3 separate regions of the Mus musculus genome follow, and all the other regions are linked to region 2. Evidence: chromatin contacts called from public HiChIP or PLAC-seq and promoter capture Hi-C data. All regions are on one chromosome and are shown on one strand. The core of a region is the stretch at or near the end of the contact, and the rest is flanking DNA. Distances in the headings are between cores, read along the strand shown. Region 1 overlaps She (src homology 2 domain-containing transforming protein E). Region 2 holds the start of Adam15 (a disintegrin and metallopeptidase domain 15 (metargidin)). Region 3 overlaps Chrnb2 (cholinergic receptor, nicotinic, beta polypeptide 2 (neuronal)).

Evidence for each region. Promoter capture Hi-C pulls out the DNA fragments that hold promoters and counts their contacts. HiChIP or PLAC-seq counts read pairs in DNA pulled down with a chosen protein or histone mark.
Region 1: a contact with region 2 is called in a promoter capture Hi-C map of hippocampal neurons, with 4 times the contacts expected there. The contact joins the enhancer-like site here to the promoter of Adam15 in region 2. A contact is called at or near these places in 5 of 39 promoter capture datasets (the 3T3-L1 cell line, frontonasal cranial neural crest, hippocampal neurons and 2 more), 15 of 484 Hi-C or Micro-C datasets (the Ba/F3 cell line, the G1E-ER4 cell line, the N1E-115 cell line and 10 more), 12 of 115 datasets of contacts at active chromatin or transcription factors (craniofacial prominence, embryonic basal ganglia, embryonic forebrain and 7 more) and 3 of 9 other capture datasets (adipose tissue, embryonic stem cells and liver).
Region 3: an H3K4me3 HiChIP or PLAC-seq map of forebrain shows a contact between it and region 2, with 7 times the contacts expected there. The contact joins the enhancer-like site here to the promoter of Adam15 in region 2. A contact is called at or near these places in 4 of 39 promoter capture datasets (liver, maxillary cranial neural crest, neural stem cells and 1 more), 1 of 15 datasets of contacts at CTCF or cohesin (large pre-B cells), 7 of 484 Hi-C or Micro-C datasets (the G1E-ER4 cell line, the N1E-115 cell line, cardiomyocytes and 4 more), 10 of 115 datasets of contacts at active chromatin or transcription factors (bone marrow-derived macrophages, craniofacial prominence, embryonic basal ganglia and 7 more) and 2 of 9 other capture datasets (embryonic stem cells and liver).

The regions. Positions count from the first base shown.
Region 1 is chr3:89,856,869-89,861,382 of GRCm38.p6, forward strand. It overlaps She (src homology 2 domain-containing transforming protein E), which reads left to right. Exons shown (of 6, transcript NM_172530.3): 6 at 1-1,978. Among named protein-coding and RNA genes, the nearest start is that of Gm46811, 13 kb to the right of the region's middle. Within about 2 kb of position 2,258, at least 45 of the 459 cell types and tissues checked have an H3K27ac peak or open chromatin away from gene starts, as enhancers often do. A contact at or near this core is called in cerebral cortex, cortical neurons, hippocampal neurons and 1 more, where this site is marked.
Region 2 is chr3:89,346,753-89,351,378 of GRCm38.p6, forward strand. It overlaps Adam15 (a disintegrin and metallopeptidase domain 15 (metargidin)), which reads right to left and starts at 3,276. Exons shown (of 23, transcript NM_001037722.3): 1 at 3,057-3,276; 2 at 1,766-1,875; 3 at 1,117-1,193; 4 at 655-733; 5 at 400-476; 6 at 125-314. The coding sequence starts at 3,135. Dcst1 (DC-STAMP domain containing 1) reads right to left here. Exons shown (of 16, transcript NM_029974.2): 16 at 3,467-3,762. The coding sequence ends at 3,511. It also overlaps a transcript of Dcst2 not described here.
Region 3 is chr3:89,758,256-89,762,714 of GRCm38.p6, forward strand. It overlaps Chrnb2 (cholinergic receptor, nicotinic, beta polypeptide 2 (neuronal)), which reads right to left. Exons shown (of 6, transcript NM_009602.4): 4 at 4,144-4,253; 5 at 2,417-3,386. Among named protein-coding and RNA genes, the nearest start is that of Chrnb2, 4.1 kb to the right of the region's middle. Within about 2 kb of position 1,551, at least 11 of the 459 cell types and tissues checked have an H3K27ac peak or open chromatin away from gene starts, as enhancers often do.

The DNA.
Region 1 (4,514 bases), core at 1,008-3,507, 510 kb after region 2:
AGCATAAAGTACCCTATCCTACCGTGCTAAAAACAATTAAGCGCAGCAGGGTGTCCTAACCACTCACTGGTGAGCCTGCCAGCTGGGGCTTGTCCTCCGAGCTCCAAAAGATTGAGCTTTTTGTCCTTTTCTTCCTGATAAAGGTATTTTCTTGTTATCTTTATTCCTTTGAATTGATTCTGTCTGGGGGGGGGGTGTTTCTTCTGGTGAACCCTCAAGATGCTGTGAACATCTATAGCATCTAGAGAGCTGTCCACTTTTTCTCCTTTAGCAAAACTTATTTGTAAAAAAACTGCTTTCTTTGTTCCAGAGTATGGACTTAGACAGGGACCCCTGAGAACGGAAGGCATCTGTAATCCATCCAGCTGTCCAGGAGGTCCAAGAGTCCAAAACTAACCTTGGCAATAGAGCAAGGGTGTCTCCAAAAAGAATACAGGAAGGCAAAGGGCATTTCTACTTCCTGTAATAGCATAGCAGATTCTGTCCAGATGTATTCTAATCACTGTCTGAGGGGGCGCTGGCCAGTAGGATGTGCTGAGGAGGCAGAGACAGGAGGAGTTGAATTAGAGGTTACTCTTGGGTTACACCTTGGGCCAAAGAAATGGCTCAGAGGTGGAAAATGCTGCACTTGTAGAAGACCCTGGTTAGTTCCAGTATCCACATGCTGTCCAGGTCTAGGGGATCTGGCGCCCTCTTCTGGCTTCTGAGGGTACTGGGCAGGAACATGGTACACATACAAGCAAAACATTCATGCACATAAACTTTTTAAAAACCTGAATGAAGGAATAGAAACAATGGAGGAAGTCTAGTGAGTATGCACAAAAGCAAGTGGTGGTAAAGAAACAGGTGTCCCTTCCGGTTACTGAGAATGCTTTAATAGGCATCTGTAAGAACAGCCTGTATTGTTGGCCGTTTAGAGTCTGCGTCTGTGGTGCTGGAGTTCAGTCACTGGTCTCTGCCACAGGAAGGGGAGCTGGGCAGAGAACCAGTAGGGAAAGCTGGCTCTTCTCAACACAGGTCCTACCTTAATAGTCCTTGTTTGGTGTTTAGATTATTTACCAGTGTTGCCCCTGTTGGATAGGTCTTAATGTTTAATTCAAGAACAACTGTAAGTCATTCTTTGCTTACTAGATGAGTCTGTTAACATTTTCGTTAGGAGCTAATGACTTATTTTTCCTGGCCTCAGTCAAGAAGCCAGTGCATCTAGATTCATGCCCCCTGTACATGCTTCTGAAACTTAGGATTTCATTGCTCCCTTCCTGGGACCAGACAGCCATTGGTCGTCTTTCTGTCTTCTGTAGCCAGCACCCATTTAACCGTAAACTCCCTTGGGATCAATCTTTTGTCTTCTCTTTGCCACCTACATCCCACTAACTTGGCCTTGAAGAAACTTGACCTGTAAGAGCCTTCCCTGTAATTTAGCTTCCCGGCTTCATGGACCCTATGCAATGAAAGATGGTGTTCTACTGCCATCTACTGGGACAAGAAAAAAACTGCAGTTGAGAAACAAGGGTGCATTTAGGGTAGTTTGTCTCAAGGATTTTTGATACAGTCCATAAATCAAAATAAACGATGACACAGCAGTTGCCATCTTGAAATGTGCCCTTTACTGTAGAAAGGGTGTTTTGACTCCTAGTCTTCCCCTGGACCTAGGCTGGGTCATGTTGTTCACAATTTTAATTCTATTTTTGAAGACTGCTCTGTCAACAGATCATTGAGGCAGGAATCATTCTGTTAAGCTCTTAGCTGTTCCAAATGCTGTCAGGAGGATTTTACATTTAAAATATCAACTGATACGTCATTTTAACTTTTTAAAATATTTAAAAGGTTGTAATGCAGGTGCCTTGGCAATTGTTATTATAATGGAATCTTATAAATTGTTGGCTCTCTTCACCGGTCAGCGTAGCTGTGTGCCTTCCGGAAGATGGTTTACCCTGAAGTGTTACTTTCAATAAATGCTTTGCCAGGAAAACAGTCATTTGCTTTGTTCAGTTAGTTGCTGTTTTGGTTGGTTGGTTGGTCGGTCCATCAGTCTGTCCGTCGGTCGTGGGTCTGTCTGCTGGTTTTGTTGTGTTGTGGAGCTGGGTTGCATGTGCCAGGGTTTTGCCACTGAGCTGTACCCCGCTCAGTGAATTGGTCCCATTCATCCTGACAATCGCCTCCCTTCATGAAAAGTACTTCCTGTGCAGACACCTACTGGAGTGTTCTGTGAAACTGCTGATGCCAGAGTGTTCCAACGCAACGAACAGCCAGCAGCTGAGCCTCCCCCTCACTTCTCCCTCTACAGCCCTGCCACTCTGTATCCCTGGAGAATACAGAGCAGTGTGGTTCTCCTCTGTGGCTTAGTCTTCCCCAGCATGTCCTTTGTTCTCCTCCTTTGAGCATCACAATTAGATTCATGTGAATGGGTGTGAGAGAGTGTATGTGTGTGTGTGTATGTGTGTATTAGTGTATATGTGTAGGTGTGTGTGTATGTGTATGTGTCTGTATGTGTCTGTGTGTGTGTGTTTGTGAGTATGAGTGTGTGTTTTTGTATGTATGTGTGTATGTGTGTGTGAGTGTCTGTGTGTGTGTATATGTGTGTATGTGTGTCTATGTGTGAGTGTATGTATGTGTATGTATATATGTGAGTTTGTATATATGTGTATTAATGTGTATATATGTGGGTGAGTGTGTGAATATATGTTTATGTGTGTGTGCCTGTGTGTATATGTATGTGTCTGTGAGTATATGTATGTATGATTGTGTATGTATGTTTCTGTGTGTGTGAATGTATGTATGTGTATGAATTTTACTTATATAACTGTTGTCCTGGAACTTGCTTTTAGACCAGGCTGGCCATGAACTCAGAGTTACCCCCGTCTCTGCCTCTCCACAGTTGGGGTTAAAGTGCCTCCAGCACTCCCGGCTTTTTTTCCAATTTTTAGTGATGTGAAGAGGGGTGGTTGGTATGTGCACCTTTCTGCAGAGACCAGAGGCATCCAGTCCCTTGGAGCAAGGGCTACAAGCAGTAGTTAGCACATGGACGTGTATGTGCCCTTAACTGGTGAGCCTCTCTCCAGCCCTGGTTATTTTTATTTGTGTGGATGTGTGCAGTGTCTGCAGATGAAGGAGAGGGTTCTGGATCCCCAGATGTGGTACTGGGAGTGGAGTTGGTCCTCTTCACCACTGAGCCATCTAGCATCTGGTCTTACTGAGCATAGCTACGATTTGCCACCAGGTGCTGTAAGTACCTATCAGTTTTCTGAATTCGTGTGTAAGGAAAGAGGATGTTTACATGCAGCAATGCTCCTTCTGCCCCATCTGGGGAGTCAGAGTAATGCTTTTTTAGAATTCAGACTGAACATATTTGTAAGAGCCCAGGTTCAGGTCCTGAGTGTTGGATTCCTGCACTGTGAAGGGGCGAAGGTGTAAGGAGCCTCCTTTTTCAAATAAGGATCTCAATGCTCAGCTGATCAATGTGTCCTGGGTTAGTCACATGGGAAGCAACGGGCAGACCAGGTCTGCCTCAAATCCAGGTGTTTGCTTGTCAGTGTTGGTGTTGAGACAGGGTGGTGGTGGTGTTTATTTGGTTTTTGTTTTTTAATGTAGTCCAAGCCTCTACAAACTTAAGGTCCCCCTGCCTCTACCATCCTAGTCCTGGGATAGCCAGTGTGTGCCACCATGCCAAGCCACACCTCTACTTTCCCTTCCAGGTCATCTACTCCACCTGCAGAACCCTTCATGTCTGCAGAACAGGGTCAGTAAGGTGAGGTCCAGGGGATGCTCAGGCTTAGAGCACGGCTGCTTGGGCAGACTTCCCTTCCCAGCACGTATGTGGCTCACAGCAGTTCCACAGGAGCCACACCTCTATGGGCTCTGTGGTCATACATTCAAGCAAGCACTCATACACTAAAATCAGAATAAATACTGAGTTTTGAAAACACACCTCTACTCCCTTATATTTTGGTTGTGAGCCTAGCCTTTAGCAGCTGAGCCATCTCTCTAGCCCACACCACTCTACTCTCCAACAATGGAAATATATCAGGCCAACAGGACGTATAGGTTTGCAGTGCTGAGCAGAGTTCTCCCCCAGAGCCCTGGAGGTCTGAGCTCTCCAGGAAACCTGGACCAAAGGCTAGAGAGCATGCCCCTGCGGCAGCCAGATCCAGAGAAAGAATGGCCGGTTTAGAAAGAGAAGAAGCAGCCCCTACTTTTACCCATCAATGTGAAACTAGGCACTGGCCCTCTGTGTTCAGCCACACCTCTGGACTGCATCCCAGTGGACTTGGGGCAAAGGAAACAGACACAGGGAGGACTCTCCCTCCAGGACAAAGCTAGGCTGAGGCTGGCAGGTGGCCTCCTGGCAGCCTTTCCCCTATCCCAGGAGCCCCTCCCCCTTCTACACCCCCTGGGCCCAGATGGTTGTGAAATCCGGCAGACTGCTGAAGCTCTGAGGAGCTCTGCTCTGAGGCTGGAGGGTCAGTTCCAGTTTCTTTCCCCACACTGTGAGTCACAGTGAGCTCACCATTCAC
Region 2 (4,626 bases), core at 2,026-4,525:
TGCCTTCTCGGGTTGCTAGGAATAGCAATCGAGGCAGTGTTCACACCATGTCTGAAACATGGGGATGGCTCCCTCAGCAGCAGCAACCGTCCCTGGGGTCTGGGCTCTCAGGCTGCCTCCTCACCCTGTGAGCGTGATGCTGTTCCAGAAGGAGGTCTGGTCCTGCCCGAGTGGGCACAGAGGCATGCCAGCTTGGGGCACAGGTGTGGCCCAGCAACAGGTGGTCTTGGATCCGAGAAATGACAGGACGCTGAAGGTCCCCAGGGCCCAGCTCCAGTGTATAGCCTCTCTCTGGGGACAGGACAATGAGCCCCCTAAGGAAAAAGACAGGGAGTCAGAGTATTTCAGCTCCCTGCCTGTGTGGATCCTCTTCCCTGGTAGCTAACCCACCCACAGTACCTGATCCCAGAGCAGGCACAGAGGGACACCCAGGAGCTGGGGTGGCCCTGCACTCGTCCTCGGTAGCAGCAGTTTTCCTACAGCAGGGAAGCCACATTAGTTAGCACCAGCCCACAGGGGAGACCAGACAACCCTAGAGTCCAGCTTGCCAGCAAGGGCAGGCAGGACCCTCCCACTTCCTCCAGGGCTGCCATCCTCCCTTCTTCCTTCCCTCTTTTGCCCAGGCCTGAAACAGCACCAGAGGGCCTGACTCACTAGACTGTAGCCCTCGCTGACCATTCGGGTGCCATCAGGCTGGTACCACACCAGAGTTGGGCGGCCAGGGATTAGATCTCTGTGAGAAAAAGAGGGCAGGATTTGAGCCACTTCACAGGGTATTGGGGTGACAAGCTAGGGCCTGAGGTGGGCAAGGGTTTGTTAGGAACCAGGCAATGCCACCAAACGAACTACTCAGTTCCTCGGAGGCCACACAGATGAGCTGTCGCTCCTCCTGCCTGTCTGAGTTCCAGGATGATTTTTGACATCTATAACTGTACGAACTCAGGCAAGTTATTTAATTTCTCTGAGTTTTAACTTCTTCAAATGTTAAATAAAGATGATAAGTAATAGCATCTACCTTATAGGATTGTTGTTAAGGAGTCCGTGAGTGTAGTTCTCAGTGCATAATAAAGGTTATGTAAATCACCTCCCAGTAATTATTCGCGCCTGCCACCTTACCTATTTTGTAGAAGCTCCAGGACATGACTCTCACTGTCCAGCTCCAAGGAAATCCTCAGGGCCTCAGGTAAACCAGTCTGTGGACACCAGAGGCATGTCACCTCCCCTATCCCTGCCCACAACTTCTATCCTATAAAATCAGAAAACCTCAGGCTCTCAGGAGAGTACCAGTGATTAGGTCACTGGTTGGGGGATCCCATGGGAGGGTCCAGGAAACCCTGCCTGGCCTGGGCATTGTTCTAGGGGCTTATGTGGGGAGGTCAAGGAAGGTATCTGAGCCACCCCTTCTCGGCTTCCTGCCCAGAGAGGAAGCATCATGAAGGACCCAGCACAGGCCCCAGCCCTTCCTCTGACTCAGCTTCAGAAAGTGTGTATCTGTCTGTCTGTCCCTTTCCAAATCTCTCCCTTACTGAAAAAAAGAACAGTGTGAGTGGAAAGGAGGAGGCTTAGTGTCAGAACTCTCCCAGTGTACGTGATGGACAGACAGGCTGAGGCCGAGGCAGACACGTATGTGCAGAGGGGATGGAGCTGAGTGTAGCCGGGGGCTTGAAGGAAAGGAGCAGGACCCGGATGGACCTGTTACCCTCAAGATGATTAATACTGTGGAGTGCGAGGAAAGAGAAAATCTTATTAGCAGGCTGTCCCTCACCTGAAGCACGTCTGCTAGGCTCATTGGGGGGCTGTCCTGAACAACCCGGCTCTCCATGGATCCACTCAGCGTCCTCTCTGGGCTGGCTTGCTGCTCTTCCTCAGTGCCTCCTGCAGGGTCCCAGAACATCCTAAGAGATTGCTGAGGAAATCCCTAGCAAGGCTGGAATCACTAGTGTCCTCAGACCCACCGACCCTCAGCACAGAAGGCTATATCAGTGACTTAAGCGGTCCTGCAGTGTGTGCCAGGATTTAAAGGAGGATATGGGAAGGAGGGGTTTTTTTTTCCCCAACTTACGGATTTCACCCATAAGTCCCCAAAGTTCAGAGTATCCAGCTTGCAGCTCCTCCTTGCCTTCCCTTTGGCCAATCCCAAGATTTTCACGGGGGCCCTCCCTTGTTCCCATCCCTTCCCAATCACACTCCCCACCCAATCAGGAATGCCCTTTCTTAGGTCTAAGAGAAGTCTGTGGCCTAGTGCCCACTTGCCCTTCCTTTTCCCTCACAGTAGAGATGCCTGCCGGGAACACCCATCTTTGGGTGAGCAGTGCAAACACTCTGACCTCCCTAAACAGCCTTGATGCCCAGTCAGGCGCACCCGTTCCCAACAGCCTCCGCTTCCTCCGCCAGCACCCCCCAACAATGGCCCTCTCCTCTCCGGACACTCCACCCCCGCCTACCCTCTCGGCCCCCAGCCCAAGACAGCAGCGGGAAGTGAAAGTTCCAAGGAGGAGTTGGTGTCCCAGTCTCTTTCCTGGCGAAAGCTCCCTCCCCTGGCTCCTCCGGGCCCCTCCCGCTCCGCCAGGCTTCTGGTGGCAACCGCACCCGAGTGAGCGGTGCTGGCCGCCCAGGTCTGGAATGAACGGCTGAAAATAATCCTTTTCACTAAAACCCCACTAGCTAGTCCGGGCACTTCATTGAGTAGAACTGTCAGCTAGGCACTAGAGAGACGAAGACGTCAGTCCTAAGGAGTGACTCTTTCCATGATCTGAGCGCCCCACCCCCACCCCCCGCGCACGCTCTTCAGTGCCTGAGACTCAAAAGTGTCTGCAGGGATAACTCGGGACTTCAGGACAGAGGACGCCATCCTCCCTCCTCCTCTTCCTCCTCCTCCTCCTCCCCATCCTCCTCTTCCTTTCGTTCTCCAAATTACCTGGCCCTAGGCTTTGGTCCGCAGATCACGCAGGCTGCCCTCTGGTTAGGCTCCGGCAGACCCCAACACCCCATTGCCTCCGGGTTTCCTTGTACCTCTTTCCAAATCATCCCCTCGACCCACTGTCCTGGGAACTCACCTATATTTGGCAGCGGCGGGGAGGGCCGAGGGCTGCCCGCGCCCAGGAGTCCCAGAGCCCAGAGCAGCGCCAGCCGCATGGCCGCGGAGCTCCGGGCTGGACTGGGGCAGCAGGTGCGGGGCTACGCGTGGAGGAGCAGCCACGGCCCCGCCGGACACCAGCTCGGTGCAGCGCAGCAACTAGGCCCCGCCCCGCCCCGTCTGAGGCTCCGCCCCGCCCCGTCTGAGGCTCCGCCCCTGCCGCTCAGCGCAGCCTCTTTCCGGCAGCTACCGGGATGGGTTTGGACACCACAAGACTCGCGCCTTCCCTCCATCCTGCCTCCCGTCTGTAGCCCGGCTTCGTGGAGATTGTGCGGGCCAGTTCTTCCGGCTCACCCAATCCCGGATGCCTGCGAAGCACCAGCCGCAGGAGCGTGCATCACACTTTATTAAGCAAGAAGGCGGGCAGCATCCCTTCAATCGCCATACACAGCGTCGTCGTTGCTGTCGCTGTGGGCGGATGACGAGAGCTCTTCGCGGGGCGTGCACACCGGGCAGAGCCGTTGCATGTCGTCCCAGCACGACCGGCAGTACAGGGCCTTGCAGTCTGGTGTGGGGCACACGTAGGAATCCGGCGTCTCCATTGCCTGGCACACCACACAGCGCTGACGCATGAAGCGGTGCAGGAGAGGGCACCGGCGATACAGAGCCTCCACCAGGTAGTGGGGCTGTTGGAAGATGAGGTGGATTGGTTAATGCCAAGTGGGCTGAGCAGAAAGGGTTGTCAGGGGCACTGGGCAGCTCTTAATGTATGAAGTCCCAAGGCCTGACAATGCTATATTGGAGGAAGCTGGGGTAGACAAGAAGAGCCCTCGAGGGCGATATTGAGATAAATCGAAAGAGTCTTCTTCTCCATGATGGGCTGCGGAGCCTGGCGTGCCCAAACTTACTCCCAAGGATGACCCACAACAATTCTGTACACCTGTGGAGCGGCTTAATTTGGTACTTAGGCTTAGAAGGGAGGAGGGCACAATTTACACCTTACTGGGCTGGAGAGATGGTTCCGTGGTTAAGAACCCTGACTGCTCTTCCAGAGGACCCAGGTTTGAATCCCAGCACCCACATAGCTAACAACTGCCTGTCACTTGAGTTCCAGGGAACTGGATGATCTTCTGGCCTCCCTGGACACCAGCCACCCATGAGGACACAGACATATGCATAGGCAAAACACCCATACACATTAAATAAGTGCAAATTTTAATTAAGTCTTTTTTAAAAAATCTCTCCGGGTGGTGGTGGTGCACACCTTTAATCCCAGTACTTGGGAGGCAGAGGCAGGTGGATTTCTGAGTTTGAGGCCAGCCTGGTCTACAGAGTGAGTTCCAGGACAGCCAGGGCTACACAGAGAAACCCTGTCTCGAAAAACAAACAAACAAACAAAAAACTCAACCCCCCCCCAAAAAAAATCTCAGAAAGATGGTGTAACTTTCCTAAGTCAGATCTGAGTCAAACCTGGCAGGAACCAAGTCCCAAGCTTTGTGGCCATTCCACAGTCTCACTTTCCGAATACCCTCTTCATACAGTTGCCAGGA
Region 3 (4,459 bases), core at 301-2,800, 410 kb after region 2:
ACAGAAGGAAGATGGGATGGGCCTGGAAAAGCCTCTTCTAGGAGATGACGCTTACAGCAAGCTCTGCTGGGTAGGAAGGAAGCCCTGTTCCAGATCCACACTGAAGTCATGGTCAGGCAAACCCAGCAGAACAGCATCCCAGCCCTGCCCCTTTAAACTGTCCCAAGAAAGGCAAAGAAAGCCAAGGAAGTGAAGCAATGAGGCTTGGCAACACAATGCACCTTGGGCTCCTAGGTCTAATGATGCTCCTAGGAAGGATGCTACTGAGACAGTCGGGAAAGCTTGAATGTGCACTGTACAGTGCTAAAAGTATTGATGCTGTTCTGTTTCCAGAATTGGGTCTTTGAAGCCGGGCACTTCATTGCTACTTTGGTTGTTGATAGCAGTTGGAACTTGGGGCCTTTCACATGCTCACCCTGTATCACCAGGAGAGCATCTCTGGTCTTAAGAAGAGACACATCCAAGTGTTTGGGAGTCAAGGTTACATGATTACTTTTAAAGAACAGGGCCAAATAATAACAGTAACAGGGTTTTGGTTTTGTTTTGGGGGCGGGGGGGGGGGTGAGGAAAGAGTAATATCATCAGCTTGATGAGATTAGCATCATCATGGGAACAAACGTCTATGGGGAATCTTTCTAGATTGGATTAATTGAGGCAGGCAGCACTCATTGCATGGGCTAGGGTCCCAGGCAGAAGGAGAAATGGAAAAGTTTGTTGATCTCAGAATTCCCCTCTCCCTGCTTCCAGACTGAAACAGGACCTGCAGGCTCCTGCTACCACCTTCCCCGCCTTGGGCTGTAATCTCAAACTGCAAGGCCAAACAAAGCCTGCAGTCCCTACATCTGCTTTCCTCAAGAGAATTTTGTCACAACAATGAGAAGAATAACTAAAACAAAGACTGTTCTCGTGGAGGGACCCAGATGCAAAGGCTCGAGGGCAGGAAAGAGCTTGGCTTGCTAGAGACAACTGAGTGACAAGCTGGTGACCCAAGCAAGGGAGCAAGTCACCAGCCTGGGGGTGTGGGTTATTTAACTGCGCATAGGAAGCTGAACAGGGAGGCAGTTGGGAGATTCTCCCTTGGTCCACACAAGAGTTGACAGGAGCTCAAGGACCAGGGTGTTAGCATGAAAGTGACAGAAAAAGGACAAAGCAGGGAATCACCTTGGAGGTGGTGCTCCCAGGACAGGACTTCTGAAAACATCAGTGGTGAGCACTAAGGGAGAGAGAGCAAAGGCATCACCAGGTTTCAGTGTGAACTGCTTAGCCCAGGGAATGCCATTTCCAGCAAGACAGGGAAACTAGGGGCAAGTTAGGGCCAGGTTGGGGGTGTAGAGCACGCACTTGGGTTTGGGCGTGTTGAGGTCTAGATGCCTCTGAGGCATCCAAGTAGGTCACTGCACCTTCAGCGCCTGACTTGAAATGCAGGCTACATGATGGACTGCAGCGGAGGTGGAGGCCAGAGATGCAGCGGCTGCTGAGCCCTGCACCCAGTTAGCCTTGGCTCCTTCATCTCCAGTCTCAGCCTCTCTCCCTCTCCCATGCTTGTCTGCAGTCGGGGGGAGGAGGGAGGGAGAAGATGTCTGAACTCAGCTCCCAACATAAACCACAGTGCCTGCCCTTTATCCTTCCCCAGCTGGAATGGCAGAGTCCCAGAGGAAACCTTGCTGGTCACTATGGCAACAACTGAGCCTTGGCTTAGAACCAGTCAGGTACCTGAACACTGATCTCAGGGAAGGCCAGATGGTACCCAAAATGGGGGGCAGGATGTTAACCCATCGCACCTTCCCTCAACTCCTGGCTTAGTCTCAAGGAATCTCCTTCTGGGGAGACGGCAGGAAAGGCCAGAAGCTGGGGGTGCAGAAGAGGGTGAGACCATCTGGAGAGCCCTGGCCTCTATCCACCCCATTTCTATAAATATTTCATTAGACTCTTTTCAAGGCCCAGGACAGTAGAAACGGGCTATTGATTTTATTTGCTTTCTCTGCTGGGACCAGCCCCATGGAACCTCTAAACTTTCCTTTCCCCGTCCATCATCATCCCAGTTGCCCGCTCTGTGGTCCGCAAGGACTCATCTCCATTTGCACTAAGAGCAGCAGCGCATTAACAACTTGGAAGTGTCCATGTGACACCCTCGGGCCCAAAAGAACTTCTCCCTGCCCTAAAGTTCCTAGTCACCTCTCTCACACTAATGATGCCTTAGCTGACACATCTCACCCTGAATACTAGTCCTCTGGGAGCTACAAGGTCATCTGGTACAGACACCAACACCGGCAAGCCAATCTGGAAGCCTACCCTGCTGAGTCCTCAATCACGTTGCCCCTCCCTTGTACCCTTGCTTTGTGACCCTAAGTGACACCTACTCCCCGCACACAGGGGTTTCTGCTCCCGACATGCCTATCTCACCCTTGGTACTCACACTCTGGTCATCATCTTCACTTCGCATATGGTCCGCAATGAAGCGTACACCGTCCACAGCTTCCCGGAGGCCACAGCTGCATGGGCCCATCGAGCGCCCCAGACCGGCTGCAGCGGGCTCAGCCTGGAAAGCCCCAGCCAAGCCCTGCATTGATGCAGGATTGACAAAGCAGGTACATGGGTCAGCTGCAGGACCTTCGCGGAAGAATAGTGTGCCTGCCCCCTCACGTTCCCGCTGGCGCCTTCGCAAGCGCAGGCGTTGACGTGCACAGCGGTGGCGTGGCTGCTGCAGGAAGAGGAGGGTGGGCAGCTTCTCCAGGAAGACCACCTTGACCCAGGGCGCCATGGTGTGCGTGGTAGGCGAACGGTGGTGCACATTGAGCACACACACGCTAGTGACGATGGAGAAGGTGACTAGCACCATGGTGAACATGAGGTACTTTCCCACCAGCGGTACGTCGAGGGAGGTGGGAGGCACAATCTTGGAGATGAGCAGCAGGAACACCGTGAGCGCCAGCAGCACAGAAATACAAAGTGTCATCTTTTCACCACAGTCTGAGGGCAGGTAGAAGACCAGGATGGCCAGCGAGGTGATGAGTACGCAGGGGATGATGAGGTTGATGGTGTAGAAGAGCGGTTTGCGACGAATGATGAAGTCGTAGGTGATGTCCACGTAGGTGGAGTCGTCTGGGTTCTCGTTGCGTCGGCCTGGCAGTGCGATGATGTCCCACTCCCCACTAGGTGTGAAGTCGTCCAGGCTGGCCACATCGCTTTTGAGCACCAGGTCAATCTCAGTGCGGTCGTAGGTCCAGGAGCGGAACTTCATGGTGCAGTTCTGCTGGTCAAATGGGAAGTGCTTCACCTCAATCTTGCATGCGCTCTTGTAGATGGCAGGCGGTAGCCAAAAGATGCTGCCATCATAGGAGACCACAGCATTGGAATAGAAGGAGACTTCGTACATGCCGTCAGCACTGTCAAGGAATGGGGCAGTCAGGCCTGGCTTGAGAGTCTGCATCCCACTCATCAACCCAGCAAGAAGGACCTGGCTGGAAGTGATCATCTAATACATGGAGATTGCCCAGAAATGGAGATAGGGGTGGGAATATTCACAGGTTGGTGGTAAGAATGGGTCTCCTCCTGTTCAGGAGGCTTGTGAATCCATTCAGTGGTTGAAGAGAATGATTGGGGGCAGGGGGGACACATCTGCTACTTGTTCCACATCATATAAGCTGATAGTCCACATGAGGGTAAACAGGTGAGGGAGCTGGAGAGGCCAGGGCAAGGAGCCTCAAGGAATGAAAGGGTGTGGACAAAAGCCATCAGTTGACAGTTTTGTGCCTTACAGGGGAGAAGATTCATTGAGGGGAGCAGAACAGAATCTAGGTGAAACTAGGACCATATAAGTTCTATGTCGCCACCCAGGCTTCCAGAAGTTCTCACTCTTTGATCAAGCTAGGCACTGAGAACTGTCAGTCTTTAATATTCTTACCCCAGCAATCTAAGTAGCTGGGAGGATCAGTTCAAGGTCCAAGTCACCATGACTGTCTACACTGCATCCCACTAGTTGGGTCTGTCTTTGTGGATAACGCCTGCCTGCCATCTGCTAAGGGAAAGCCCTCTCCCTCTCACAACAGCATGCTTATCTTGTATTCCCACCCACCATGATCTCATCCCTTCCCAAGCACTCCTCTGGTCTTCCCTAACCTTCATCACTCCAGGGTCACCTACTTGTTGTATAGAACCACATCTGGGAGCCAGATGTGCTTAGAAGGGAGTCGGACTTTCTTCATATTGTCGAAATCCTCAGGCTTCCATGTGAGGCGATAATCTTCCCACTCCTGGGAAAGGGGGAGAGCAAGACAGCACTAACCTCTAGCCCCAAGAGGGGCCCAAAGTCAAAGAAAGGGACAAAGGAAAACTCATATGGCTAGCCTTCTCTGCACAGTGACTTCTCTGCCCAGACATAGGTCACATGATGGTACTTCTTCATTTAATTTGTACAGCTAAGCCAGGGCATTAGACTTAATGTTTACAGATGTGGAGG